Linked DNA regions of Sus scrofa: region 1 is linked to region 2. Evidence: chromatin contacts called from public Hi-C data. All regions are on one chromosome and are shown on one strand. Each heading gives the region's core, a stretch centred on a gene start, on an enhancer-like site or on the middle of the called end of the contact. The rest is flanking DNA. Distances are from core to core; before and after follow the strand shown.

Region 1 (6,203 bases), core at 79-2,578, 310 kb after region 2:
CCCAGCCTAGTGTACTGGGTCAAAGGATCTGGCATTACTATAACTGTGGCTCAGGCCACAGCTGTGGCTCAGATTCAATCCCTGGCCCAGGAACTTCCTTATGCCACGGATGATGGCCATTACAAAAAAAAGAATTTGCATCAAACGTTAGTTTAGCATAACTAGGTTCTCATTAAAAATCCTAGCTTCTCTCCTTTGAGATTTCTGATTTAGTAGGTTTGTAATCTTTTAAACAGTTTGTCTAGATTAATTCCTATGATGGTGCAAGTTTGGGAAATACTGATCTCTAAAGTTTCTCTCAGTTTTAACATACCATGTATAAACCTGGAGAAGATAGATATCTCAGTCTTTCTGTCTTTGCTGTGATGAATTTGACCCAGCAAACTTAATCTTTTCCAACTCATTGTCTTTAATAGGCTCCTGAGAGAATTTTTGGCAATTTAGAAATTCATGTTCTGCAAATAAGGTTTGTTTTCCTTTTGAATTCTGTTGTAGGATGGATCTGTAGTCCTTGACTCTTGTGAAGTGTCAACAGAAAATAACCGAACTAGTCGATTTCCAAAGCCTGAGTTAGAGATTCAGTTTACACCTTTACAGCCAAACAAAATGGCCGTGAAACACCCGGGTTGTACCACACCCGTGACGGTTAAGATTCCCAAGGCCCGGAAGAGGAAGAGTAATGAGATGGAGGAGGTAAATACTCAAATATTAAGTGGATTCAACAAACAAACATTATTATTATTAAGCTTAGTTGTAATATATAAACTCTGTTACATTGCCCTCCTGTTCATATGCACTGCTATTAGAGACCAAAATCATGATTTATTGTATATTTAATATACTTTAAGAATATTATTGTGGGGAGTTCCTGTTGTGGCGCAGTGGTTAACGAATCCGACTAGGAACCATGAGGTTGAGGGTTCGATCCCTGGCCTTGCTCAGTGGGTTAAGGATCTGGCGTTGCCGTGAGCTGTGGTGTAGGTTGCAGACGCAGCTCGGATCCCGCGTTGCTGTGGCTCTGGCGTAGGCCGGTGGCTACAGCTCCGATTCGACCCCTAGCCTGGGAACCTCCATATGTCACGAGAGCAGCCCGAGAAATGGCAAAAAGATTAAAAAAAAAAAAAAAAGAATATTATTGTGGTCCTCACACAAAAAGCTTATGGATTTAAAAATATATAATTTATTTCTTGTTTCAGTGAAGCTATGATATAGGCCAAATGATGGTGAATCATATTAGAGAACTATTTCAAGATAACAGTCCTATTCAGACTTAGTCACTTTCCTTTTAATGTAAGAGAAGGTTGGTAAAGAATTTAGAGAAGTTCCTGCTGTGGCACAGTGGCTTAAGAATCTGATTGCTGCAGCTGGATTGCTGAGGAGGCATGTAATCCCTGGCCTGGAGCAGTGAATTAAAAGGATCTGGTGTTGTTGCAGCTGTGGCTTGGAGTCCGTCCCTGGCTCAGGAATTTCCATATGCCAAGAATGTGGCAAAAAAAAAAAAAAAAAAACAGAGAAGAGAGGAACGTGAAGAGGAGGGAAATAAATAAGAGAAACTGAAATGGCTTACTTGCATGGATATAATCTTTGTCATTTAATGAAAAACTTTTGTCTCTATGGTCAGAGAAGGTTTTGGAAGAGAAATTCTTTTTCTGTGAGCCAGTATTAAAATCTGGGTCACTATTTAGTGACAAGCTAAAACTGATTTGCTTCTTCCTACTGCAGCTTTCTGATTGTGGGGTTACCAAACTTTCTGTCATATCCTAGCCATGCAGGTTTGGCAAGTCACATAAATTTAGATCCTCATTTTCCTCCTTTTGGGAATAAAGAATTAGATCTAATACATTTTAAATGCTTTGCTTTTGCTTCACATGTGGTAGATACATAATAAGTGGCATTATTTATTTTAAAAGAAATTATTTTAAGTTTAAAACTATAATTATAAATCTCTAGCACAATAACTTTTTCTCCAACTTATTTTTTTCACTCCTTTAAAGAATAGTATATTTTCAAGCTGGTGGAAGAGCAGAAATAGCATTAACCATACTCCTCAGGCTCTTTGTCAGGTAATACATTTGCTGAATGAATATTATTTAGCATATTCCCTGCTACATGTAGAACACCTTTAGAGATTGTTTTGGAGAGCCTTAATTAACTTTTATTCTAAATGTGTTTAGTTTACACTTAGTACATTTTAGATACCATTAAGATACACTTGACCCTTGAACAGCATGAGGGCTAGGTGCCAGCTACTATGCAGTGACAATCTTGTGTAAATGAAATTCAGCCCTCTGTATGTGAGGCTCCCCATCTGTGGATCTAGCCAGTTGCAGATCATGTAGTTATGTGGTATTTATTTAGTATTGAAAAAAATCAGTGGATAAATGGACTCACACATTTCAAACTTGTGTTGTTCAAGGATCAACTATATAGTAAGTAGTTTAATTTCATCATCATCTAACTAACCCTGTGTTGACCTTTTCTTGACTTATCTTTTTCAAGGGAAAAGGAAAAATTGGTGTACTCAGAGGGTTAAGATACAATTATTTTGTTCATTTTACTGTTGGTTTATACTCCCCATTTCAGAATAGATAACAGATTGTTGTAGATAAATCATGTAGAAACTTAACAGTTTTAACTGATTTTGCTAGCTCTTTATTACTGTAATAAACTGAGTGTTGTAAAGTCCTTAGGAAAATCATTTATATGATGCTGTATTCTAATCTGTTGAAAACTCCAAAGAGTTCTTTATGAACACAAGTATGATAGAGTTATAATCTTTTTTCCTTTGCTTCCCTCTGTTTCCCATCTGTCTTTCTCCTTTCAGGAAAGCTGCTGCTTATAATCCTTATAACCTTGTAATTTGACCTTTACGGTTCAGTCATGGTCTCAATGCTTCTCTTCTTGCTTTTTTTTTCCCCTTTTATGCTTATAATCTTTAGTACAACTAGGATTTGCATAAGTTCAGTGCAGTTAATATATTACAGAAGACTTTGTCTTAAGTAGGGATATGTGGAGAAGAGAGTATGATGTCATGCCTATTTAGTAGGGAAGATGAATACGTTTCTTTAACATTTTGTCTGTGCTTGTGATGAAGATTTTTGATTGTTTTTGTTTTCAGTGTTGCTAAATATCAATTAGAGGTAATGCACAGCATGATGTGGAAGTTGGGGAAAGAGTAGATAAATTGTGCTAAATTTTAAAGACTGGGATTTAAATAAAAGATGTTATCTTTCCACTGTTTTTTATTTAGCTAATATAATTTTATTATGATGTGTGCGAAAAATTCATAACTTCAGTCATTTTACAGTAAAAACATCTTAAATGATCATCCTGTGCACTTAAACTTGCATATATTATGTATCAATAGTATCTCAGTGAAGTCGGGAAAAAAATACCACCATTGGTCAGGCTTTCTTAACTTCAGCGCAGTGGACATTTTGGGGCCAGACATTTCTTTGTGTTAGAGACTACTATCCTGTTATATTGTAGGTTTTTTAGCAGTATTTCTGGCCTCTACCTACTAGTTACTGAGAAGCCTGCTCCTTATCCTCAGCAATGACAACCAAAAGTATCTCCAGACATTTGCCAATGTCCTCTGGAGTCAGAATTGCCCCCAGTTAAGAAACACTTTTTTGGTTTTTTTTTGTTTTCGTTCTTATTTCCCCCCCTCCCCCCGCCCTGAGTCTAGAGGGAGAAAGAAAATATTGTCAAGAAATTAATCAGTGTGAAATTCATTATTTTTAGGACTTTGTGAAATTTGAAAATAAGAAGAATGCGACACCCAGAACTAATTTGAAGTCCCCTATTTCTGAGCATGTAAATTCTTCTGTCAAAAAAGAGCAAAAGGTTTGTCTTTTAAAATTTGTCCAAAATTGACCATTTTCATAACTTATATTTACAAAGTAGAAGATCAAAATAAAGATTTCAGATTTAATTAGTAATTATCCAGAAATTGAGTTTTGTTCAGTTACAACTCATTTATCTTCCGTGTCTTATTCATCTGATTCAGCTTACAATATAACCTTTAGCATTTAGCAAGTAGCAGGTACCTCCTAATGTGCTCACCTCTGACTTAGCACTCTACCTGTCACACTCCTTTTACCATTCTCTGGCCCTTTCATTCCTCTTCTTGTGTGGTTTTTTGTTTGTTTGTTTGTTTGTCTTTTGTCCTTTTTAGGGCTGCACCCTCGGCATGTGGAGGTTCCCAGGCTAGGGGTCCAATTGGAGCTGTTGCTGCCAGCCTACACCAGAGCCACAGCAACACCAGATCCAAGCCTCCTCTGCAGCATACAGCTCATGGCAACGCTGGATCCTTAACCCACTGAGTGAGACCAGGTATCGAACCTACAACCTCATGGTTCCTAGTTGGATTCGTTTCTGCTGCCCCACGACGGGAACTCCTCCTTGTGTTCTTGATCCCAAGTTCTCTGCCTGAGAATTCATAACCTGTGTCTGGCCTCTTTAATTCAACTGTGGCTGTAACTGTTTCCTTCTGACATTCCTCATCAATAATAACAAAAAACGTTTGTTTATTAGGTTTCCACTCGCCCATCATCTAAGAAAACGTACTCCTTACGGAGTCAGGCATCCACAATCAGTATAAATGTGCCCACTAAGAAAAAAGAAGGAGCGCTACAGAAATTTGGAGACTTCTTACAACATTCTCCAACTATTCTTCAATCAAAAGGTTTGTAGAGTAGTAATTAAATGGCTTTGTATATTAGGTATATGGTGTTTTCTAATATCTGGTAGGTGTTTAAACTCAGTAACAGTGACTATTATATTTCAAATAGACATTGTCCTGTGTTAGGTACTGTGGAAGGAAGCATAAAAGGGTGGTAAGTCTTACAGCTCATGGCAGAGTAGGCTATTTAATGTAGTTATAGAGATGCCAGCAAACTTCTATAGTAGTATTGCAAGAAGAGAGCTATTTTGTTTTGGGCCATGGGAAGATTTTATAGAGGAGATGGGATTTAACCTGGATTTTGAAATGTTGGAAGATTATACCTCCTAGAGATAATCACTGTATATATTATGGCATATATTCTAGAGGTTTTTTCTTCTATGTGGATAAGCATTACCTAATCACATATATCAAAAACATTTCTATAAATATCTATTGTTTCGTTGCAACAAGTATAGTACCAGGAGAATGTAAGGAATGTGCAGGCAATTCCAGATCGCAGTATGCATCTGGCATGTAGAATGTGGAGAGATTATTGGGAGGAAGAGGGCAGAAAGGAGTGAGTTTTGGTGAGATGACCTGAGGGTTAGCAGTAGAGTCTACCACTAAGTTGATAGTCTCCACCGCTAATAGTCTCTCTAAATTGGAATCTAGAGGTTGGGAGAATGAGTAGGGGAAAGGACTAAAAGCAGAGGATAGTTGAATTGAGTCAAATTGATTGTGTAAAAATAGTTTCTTTAAAAACATACCGCAGAGATTCCCAAACTTTCTTGGTTCACAGTGCCCTTAATGTCTCAGTAATTTTTATCAATGTGTTCATGCACCCAAAGAAACACCTATAGTCCTATCTTTAGTACTTAAGACCAAACAACCACTGAAAATTCAGCTTCTGAAAATCTAGGTTGCCAAAATATGTCATCATCAAAGGGAAAGTAATGTGATGATACCCTTTTTGAAAGTGTGAACTACCCTGAGCTATTGAGTCTGTGTTTTTCTCAAAGATTTAAAATACTCCAGGAGTTCCTGTCATGGCTCAGTGGTTAACGAATCCGACTAGGAACCATGAGGTTGTGGGTTCGATCCCTGGCCTTGCTCAGTGGGTTAAGGACCCAGCATTGCCGTGAGCTGTGGTGTAGGTCGCAGACGAGGCTCGGATCCCACGTTGCTGTGGCTCTGGCGTAGAATGGTGGCTACAGCTCGTATTCAACCCCTAGCCTGGGAACCTCCGTATGCTGCGGGAGCGGCCCAAGAAATGGCAAAAAGACAAAAATTAAAAAATAATGACATAAATAAAAAAATATTCCAGGGTGCTCTTGTGAATTTGCTGTGGCATATCTTGGTGTATGGTTTGGGAATTTCAGACTTACCAGACCCATTTAGATATATTTTTTGAAAAATATATGCATTCATTGAAAGGTATAGTTTGTATAAGCATAGAAAATATCCAGAGAGACAAACAGAAAATTGTTAAGTATCTAAATTTGGAGAGTTGGGAATTGTTATTTTAGCTTCTTAGGTA
Region 2 (6,045 bases), core at 1,136-3,635:
CAAAAGAGCCTTTCGTTTTAACAAGATACACTCTCCTTTGAAGGCAATTGTTACAAATAAATACCGCCTCACAATTTTATAGGAATTACACATTTAAAGTAAATCCAATTGCTAAATCTGTCATAATTTTTATTCAGTATAATAAGCATGATGTTTTAAGTCTCCAAATTACACAGAATGCATTCATTCCTCTATATCATTTGGTTTCAACACTTCTGAAAACCTGACTTTTGATATGTGTTTGAGATTTTGTCTCACATGTTTAAGTTAATCCTTTCTCAACCCATAGCAAAGCAACTAACACATTAGAGGGGGACCAAGAATAGGACCCAGGACGGCAATCTAGGTTCCCAAGGAAAAGCAGAGAGCTCAAAAATCTTTTTTTCATGTTAAATTTTACCTATGGCTATTCCTAGTCAAGTCAATTAAAATAATCATTTATTTTGATGGCCTAGGTCACAGAGAAGTGACCTAGGCCATCAAAATACTGAAAAAATACAACACAGCATCTTTATCCCTGCATCTTTATTTTACTTGCAAGAGGAAGAAGATAACTGTGGGATGGGTAATGACTAGGAATTGGGGGAGAGAAAAGAAGGAAATGACAAACTTTAATGTTTGGTCTAAAGCTGGCCTTGCTCAACTAAACTGGAATTAGAGGCATCACCAACTTTTGGGAGTTAGTCTCACTAGTTCCAGCAGATGGCAATGTTGCCTAACATACAGTTCAAAAAAAAGCAAGAAAAAAAAACCAAACCCCCAACTTTCCTGAATCTCTGAACCCTTTAAGAAGAGAAAACTTACAAATGATTCCTTTTTAGAGTTAAGAGATAATTTTTTTGTCTTTTTAGGGCCACACCTGCGGCATATCGAAGTTCCCAGGCTAGGGGTTGAATTAGAGCTGCAGGTGCTGGCCTATGCCACAGCAAAGCAGGATCCAAGCTGTGTCTGCCACTTACACCACAGCTCACAGCAACACAGGATCCTTAACCCACTGAGTGAGGCCAGGGATAGAACCCACATCCTCATGGATCCTACTCGGGTTCATAACCCACTGAGCCATAATAGGAACTCCAAGTTGAGAGATAATTATTAAAGTATAACCCAATGCCTTAAAAAATCCCTGTTTTTATTTAAGAGAAGCCAAACACAAACCCAAGTCCCAGCAGTCCCAAAAGTCCCAGACACCCTCTGCATGCCCTAGCCAGAACAATTATTAGGGTCAGCCTGTGTCTGGTTTGGCATCAGCCTTAAGTATCTGCTGGAATCCCAGGTCGCCACATAAAACATCTGCCCCACAGCCTTCTCCCTTACTCCCGGGCATCTTCCCCTGAAAAAAGTAGAGGCTGATCCCAACCCCTTCAAATCCATACCTGGGTTCCTGGGAACCATCTCACACATTTCTCCAGTCCATCATGAATTCTTCCTCTCCTAACCCCCAGAGGCTGCAGTGCCCTTAGCCTCGAGTCAGCATTTAAAAACAGCCTGGGATTGTTCCCATCTGTGTTAGTTTCAATTTACCAATTAGGCAGTACACTTGAGATCCTGGTATGCGTATTCTGAATTTCCCACCATATATAACGTGGCACCAGATTACAAGGTGGTGCTAGATAAAAAGTTATTGGTTGATTAACTCCTCTCACCAACTCTTAAAAATGTCTGCCAGCATGTGGCGTGATTTTCAGTAATGCCCTATGAGGCCTGCCACAGGTCTGGGCTAGACTCTAGATAGGGACTTCTGCTCCTAGCCAAACCCTGGCACAGGATTTTGGTGTAAAGTAAAAAAAAAAAAAAAAAAAAAAAAAAAAAAAAGCAGCTTGTGTGGTCCCTGTAACCAAAACCCCATCTTTTCACACATGAGGCTCACGTGCTCCACATTTTCTGAATTTTCCAGAGCTCCCTTGCATGGGCAGTGTCTCAGGCCTGGGCCTCCCACTCAATCTGAGCACAAGAGAGCTATTTAACTAAGCCTATCTGAGTTCGACACAGTTGTATCATTTTTTATTCAGGCCTCAGTCAAAAGTTTTGATTAATTAATATATTTCTACCAACTCTTTGCCACCTGTATTCTCTTTCCCAAACCTGCCCTGTGATACTCAGTACTCTGGAGCTCCAGCTTCTTATGGAACACTCCTCATAAATAACTTAAATTGTGACCCATTTAAGCTGAATTTGGGAATATCTAACATACTCTATGCATGCTGGGTTCAAGAGCAATTTCAAGCAAATCTGACCTCAGTCAGCCCCATTCTTGCTGCATTACAGTTCTCCTTAGCAGTTTCTGCGGTCATTCTTTTCATTTGTTCATTTGTTTGTCTTCATTCTTTCATTCTCCACATATTTATTGAGTGAATACCTATCAGGCACCGGACTCAGTGGTCAGTCAGAACGATCCCTATCCTCAGAAAGCTTGTGGTTTGGGGGGAAGAGATGACATTTAAAAATAAACACATAAATGAACATGTAATATGTAAAATATGTTCTTTGAAGGAAAAGATAAGGGTGGCTATGGGAACGAGTCAAGAAGGTGGTGATGATGGGGCAGGTCATTTAGCTAGAGGCAATGGTTAAGGATGGACTCTCCAGGGAAGTGACATTTAAACTGTGGTCCAAAAGATGAAGGGTTGTCCAAGGGATCAACATATGCAAAATGACCTGGCAAATGGATAGAGCAGGACCTTTTAATGTCAATACAAATCTTAAGTGGGGCATGCATTAACTTCTCAGAAACAGAGTGCCTTGTACTTAATTTTAGGCCAACCCTAGATCCCAGACCCCTCAAAGAGGCCACTGACATTTAAATAATTAAGAGTAATGATGAGTAATAGTGATCACTCTCTTCCAGAATTCAGCAGCACTTCTCACATATTTGGCATCTCCTTAAACTTCAGGTAGAGAGATCACAAGGGGGGCTGGGAGAGAAGAAGGCAGAGTTTTAGCTTGCAGTGCCAACACCGGAGGAAGCTCACAGCAAGAAAGGGTCCCCTTTGAGCAGTTCCAAACACAGTTATAAACTCATTTTATTATGCTTTTGAAATAAGAAAATATTATCATAAATATCTGCTCTATTAGTGAAATCACAATCTGAAAAAAAGGCCAAATGGTACAGTGGATCTACGGAAGTTACCTATTTCTTTTGCTTTTCTACTCAATTTCAAAATAGAGCTTGCAGTGATACAAAGAAAAATTTAAGATGCAGAATCATCCCACCACAATTTTGCTCTTGATTCCACAAAACACATCATTCCCAGGAATCTCTGCATTTTGAAATAAACAGTATAGGCACCTGGAAGTTAACAGTAAAATTCCATTTAGATAGCAAGGGTAATCTCCAAGATCTACATTTTCCTTACTGGTTTTTGAAAAATGCCGCTCCCCAAAGAAAAGTAAAATACAAAGGTATGCATGTATAAAGTCAGAATATCCCAAATATTTTATACAAATTTTTAAAAGCTCTGATCTCTCTGCTCATTTTTCATGAATACTTATAATACTTTAAAGAAATCACATTGCGGAACCAGATAAAATTTTACTATGATCATCACTAGGAAAAAAAAATGTAGAAGAATAGCTGTATTTCTATTTCAAAAAATATTTAGGTTTGAAGATTCAAGAAGTGACATTTACTGTAAAGTGCTATTCCCAAAACATATAACTTCATTTTAACTTTGGCTTTATACAGATTTTCTCAAACATTGTTTTTAAATTGCAAATGACAAAGTAAGTGGTTTCACACTAAATTCTCAAAAGAAGTATAAAGATAACAGGAAACATTCAAATTTCTTTTTTTTGGAAAACACCTATGAAATATTAGTTTTCTGCCACCAAATTAAGTTAGCATTTCATTCCGAAAACAATGCATTAATATGTAACTTTTTGAAATAATCCAGTTTTAGGCCAAGACTCTTGCTGAACTTGCCGAGTCAAGCCAGCATCTTCCCCATAGCTGCGTTTTTCCTCTCGGGACCCCTGGCAGGGCATTTGTGAGGACTCCCCTGGCTTTTCAGAGTCAAAAATACTTCCTTGAGGTTCAGATTTAAATTTTTGAACAATTAAAATCCCCTTTAGGAGTTCCTGTGGTGGCATAGCAGAAACAATCCGACTAGTAATGCATGAGGAGGTGGGTTCGATCCCTGGCCTCACTCAGTGGGTTAAGGATCTGGTGCTGCCATGAGCTGTGGTGTAGGTAGCAGACGTGGCTTGGATCCTCCATTGCTCTGGCTGTGGTGTAGGCTGGCAGCTGCAGCTCCAATTTGACCCCTACCCTGGGAACCTCCATATGCCGTGGGTACAGCCCTAAAAGGAAATCCCCTTTCAACTGTATGACTTGTCCCTATTTACAAGTTCAACATGACTTGGGATTCAGTGTTATAATTTAGAGGATTTTAAATGGTTGGAGACAGGCAGGGGACCAAGACTTTCTCTTCTCCCCAAGCCCTCCCTCTTCAATCTGAAGACTTTATCCCTAACCACAGGAAAGTGGAGTACTTCGGAATGAGTAAACTATTCCAATCCAATGAGTTAGGGTATGTATGTGGAAGAGCTCTATAAACTGTGGAACATCCTTCCACTAACAGTCTTAACTTTGTCCTTCCTCTCGCTGATCACAGCTGTAATTTGTGAAAGTGTTATGATGCTGGGGTTAACCCCTGAGCCTCCTCATTCAGCTGAAAAGGTCCAAGTTTCTAAGGATTATCTGTAGAGTGATAAGGAGCAATGGACATTGGAACGAATATCAGCCTAGGGAGAAAGGAATCTCGCCTTCAGAATCTCTCTAGAATAATATTTTTCAGGCAAAACTCCTAAGTCCTCTTTTGGGTAATGATGAACCCAAATGATCTGAAAAGAAAACTCTCACCAGAGACCCGCTGATTCAAGAATTCAATTCCTGCCCAGTTGGAATGCTGCCAACATTTTCCCATTCCTAACAAGAATTGTCTAAAGTTTAAAGAAATCCTTTATTTCTAAAAGGAAAAAAAAAGGGGAAGTAGGAGTTCCCGTCGTGGCGCAGTGGTTAACGAATCCGACTAGGAACCATGAGGTTGCGGGTTCGGTCCCTGCCCTTGCTCAGTGGGTTAACAATCCAGCGTTGCCGTGAGCTGTAGGTTGCAGACGCGGCTCGGATCCCGCGTTGCTGTGGCTCTGGCGTAGGCCAGTGGCTACAGCTCCGATTTGACCCCTAGCCTGGGAACCTCCATATGCTGCGGGAGCGGCCCAAAGAAATAGCAAAAAGACAAAAAAAAAAGAAAAATGGGGAAGTGTTAGTGTTAACATTACTGATAAGATTTAGAAATTGCCCTTGTGTCTTGGTGTGTTCTGCTAAATTTCGAGTCAGTATTATATGTGATAGCCTCAGAGGTGGACGCCTGGTCAGGTGGAAGTGCCTCAGTCTTAGGAAAAGAGATTTTGGTGGTGGTGGAAAGCCAGGATGCCAAACCTTTCTTCTAGTGAAGTTTTTCATTAGGATTTTAAACAGGGTTATTGAAGAATACTTTAGATTCTTCAAAAGGCAATGATTAATACAGGACCCCCTTCTCCAAACAGCATTAAAAAAAACCCTACATGTCAGTGTTTCTCTTTATCTTCTAAGTGAGGAAGGAAGATGGAGGGGAACAGAGTTTGAGACAAAGCTGCTCCCTGTGTCATTTGTTTGAATCATACCTTGAAATTACCCCTATTTACAGCTAATTATATCAGCCTTGTCCTAACAACATTCTCCAAGGTGTGCTGCTCATTGCCCAAAAGATCTTAGTTCAATTATGAGTACAAATCCCAAATGAGGAAATTCTGAGCCAATCCAGCTTGTTTTGTTATTTGCTATTTTCCCCTAGAAACATATTAATAATACAATAAATTTCCTTGGAGGGCAATGCTTCTGACAAGATAAAATGCTTCAGAAACAGGTACAATCCAATGGTCCCTCCTTTCTCAGCCCTGAAGTTTCCTAAGCTCAAGGTCATTGGTCATGTGAGGTTGGAACCAAGCATTGCTATAGCCACAGATTCCCCATCCCTCTGATCTAATTCTCTGGTTACAGAATAAGCC

The links. A called contact is a pair of places that touch in the nucleus more often than the background predicts.
Region 1: a Hi-C map of embryonic fibroblasts shows a contact between it and region 2, with 2.3 times the contacts expected there. The contact joins two enhancer-like sites. A contact is called at or near these places in 2 of 47 Hi-C or Micro-C datasets (embryonic fibroblasts and epiblast stem cells).

What each region holds. Positions count from the first base shown.
Region 1 is chr14:101,584,668-101,590,870 of Sscrofa11.1, forward strand. KIF20B (kinesin-like protein KIF20B) reads left to right here. Exons shown (of 32, transcript XM_021072622.1): 28 at 496-693; 29 at 3,745-3,846; 30 at 4,537-4,687. Among named protein-coding and RNA genes, the nearest start is that of KIF20B, 75 kb to the left of the region's middle. Within about 2 kb of position 1,329, at least 3 of the 83 cell types and tissues checked have an H3K27ac peak or open chromatin away from gene starts, as enhancers often do. A contact at or near this core is called in embryonic fibroblasts, where this site is marked.
Region 2 is chr14:101,270,991-101,277,035 of Sscrofa11.1, forward strand. SLC16A12 (monocarboxylate transporter 12) reads right to left here. Exons shown (of 7, transcript XM_013983535.2): 7 at 3,002-6,045. The coding sequence ends at 5,964. Among named protein-coding and RNA genes, the nearest start is that of IFIT1, 37 kb to the left of the region's middle. Within about 2 kb of position 2,386, at least 9 of the 83 cell types and tissues checked have an H3K27ac peak or open chromatin away from gene starts, as enhancers often do. A contact at or near this core is called in embryonic fibroblasts, where this site is marked.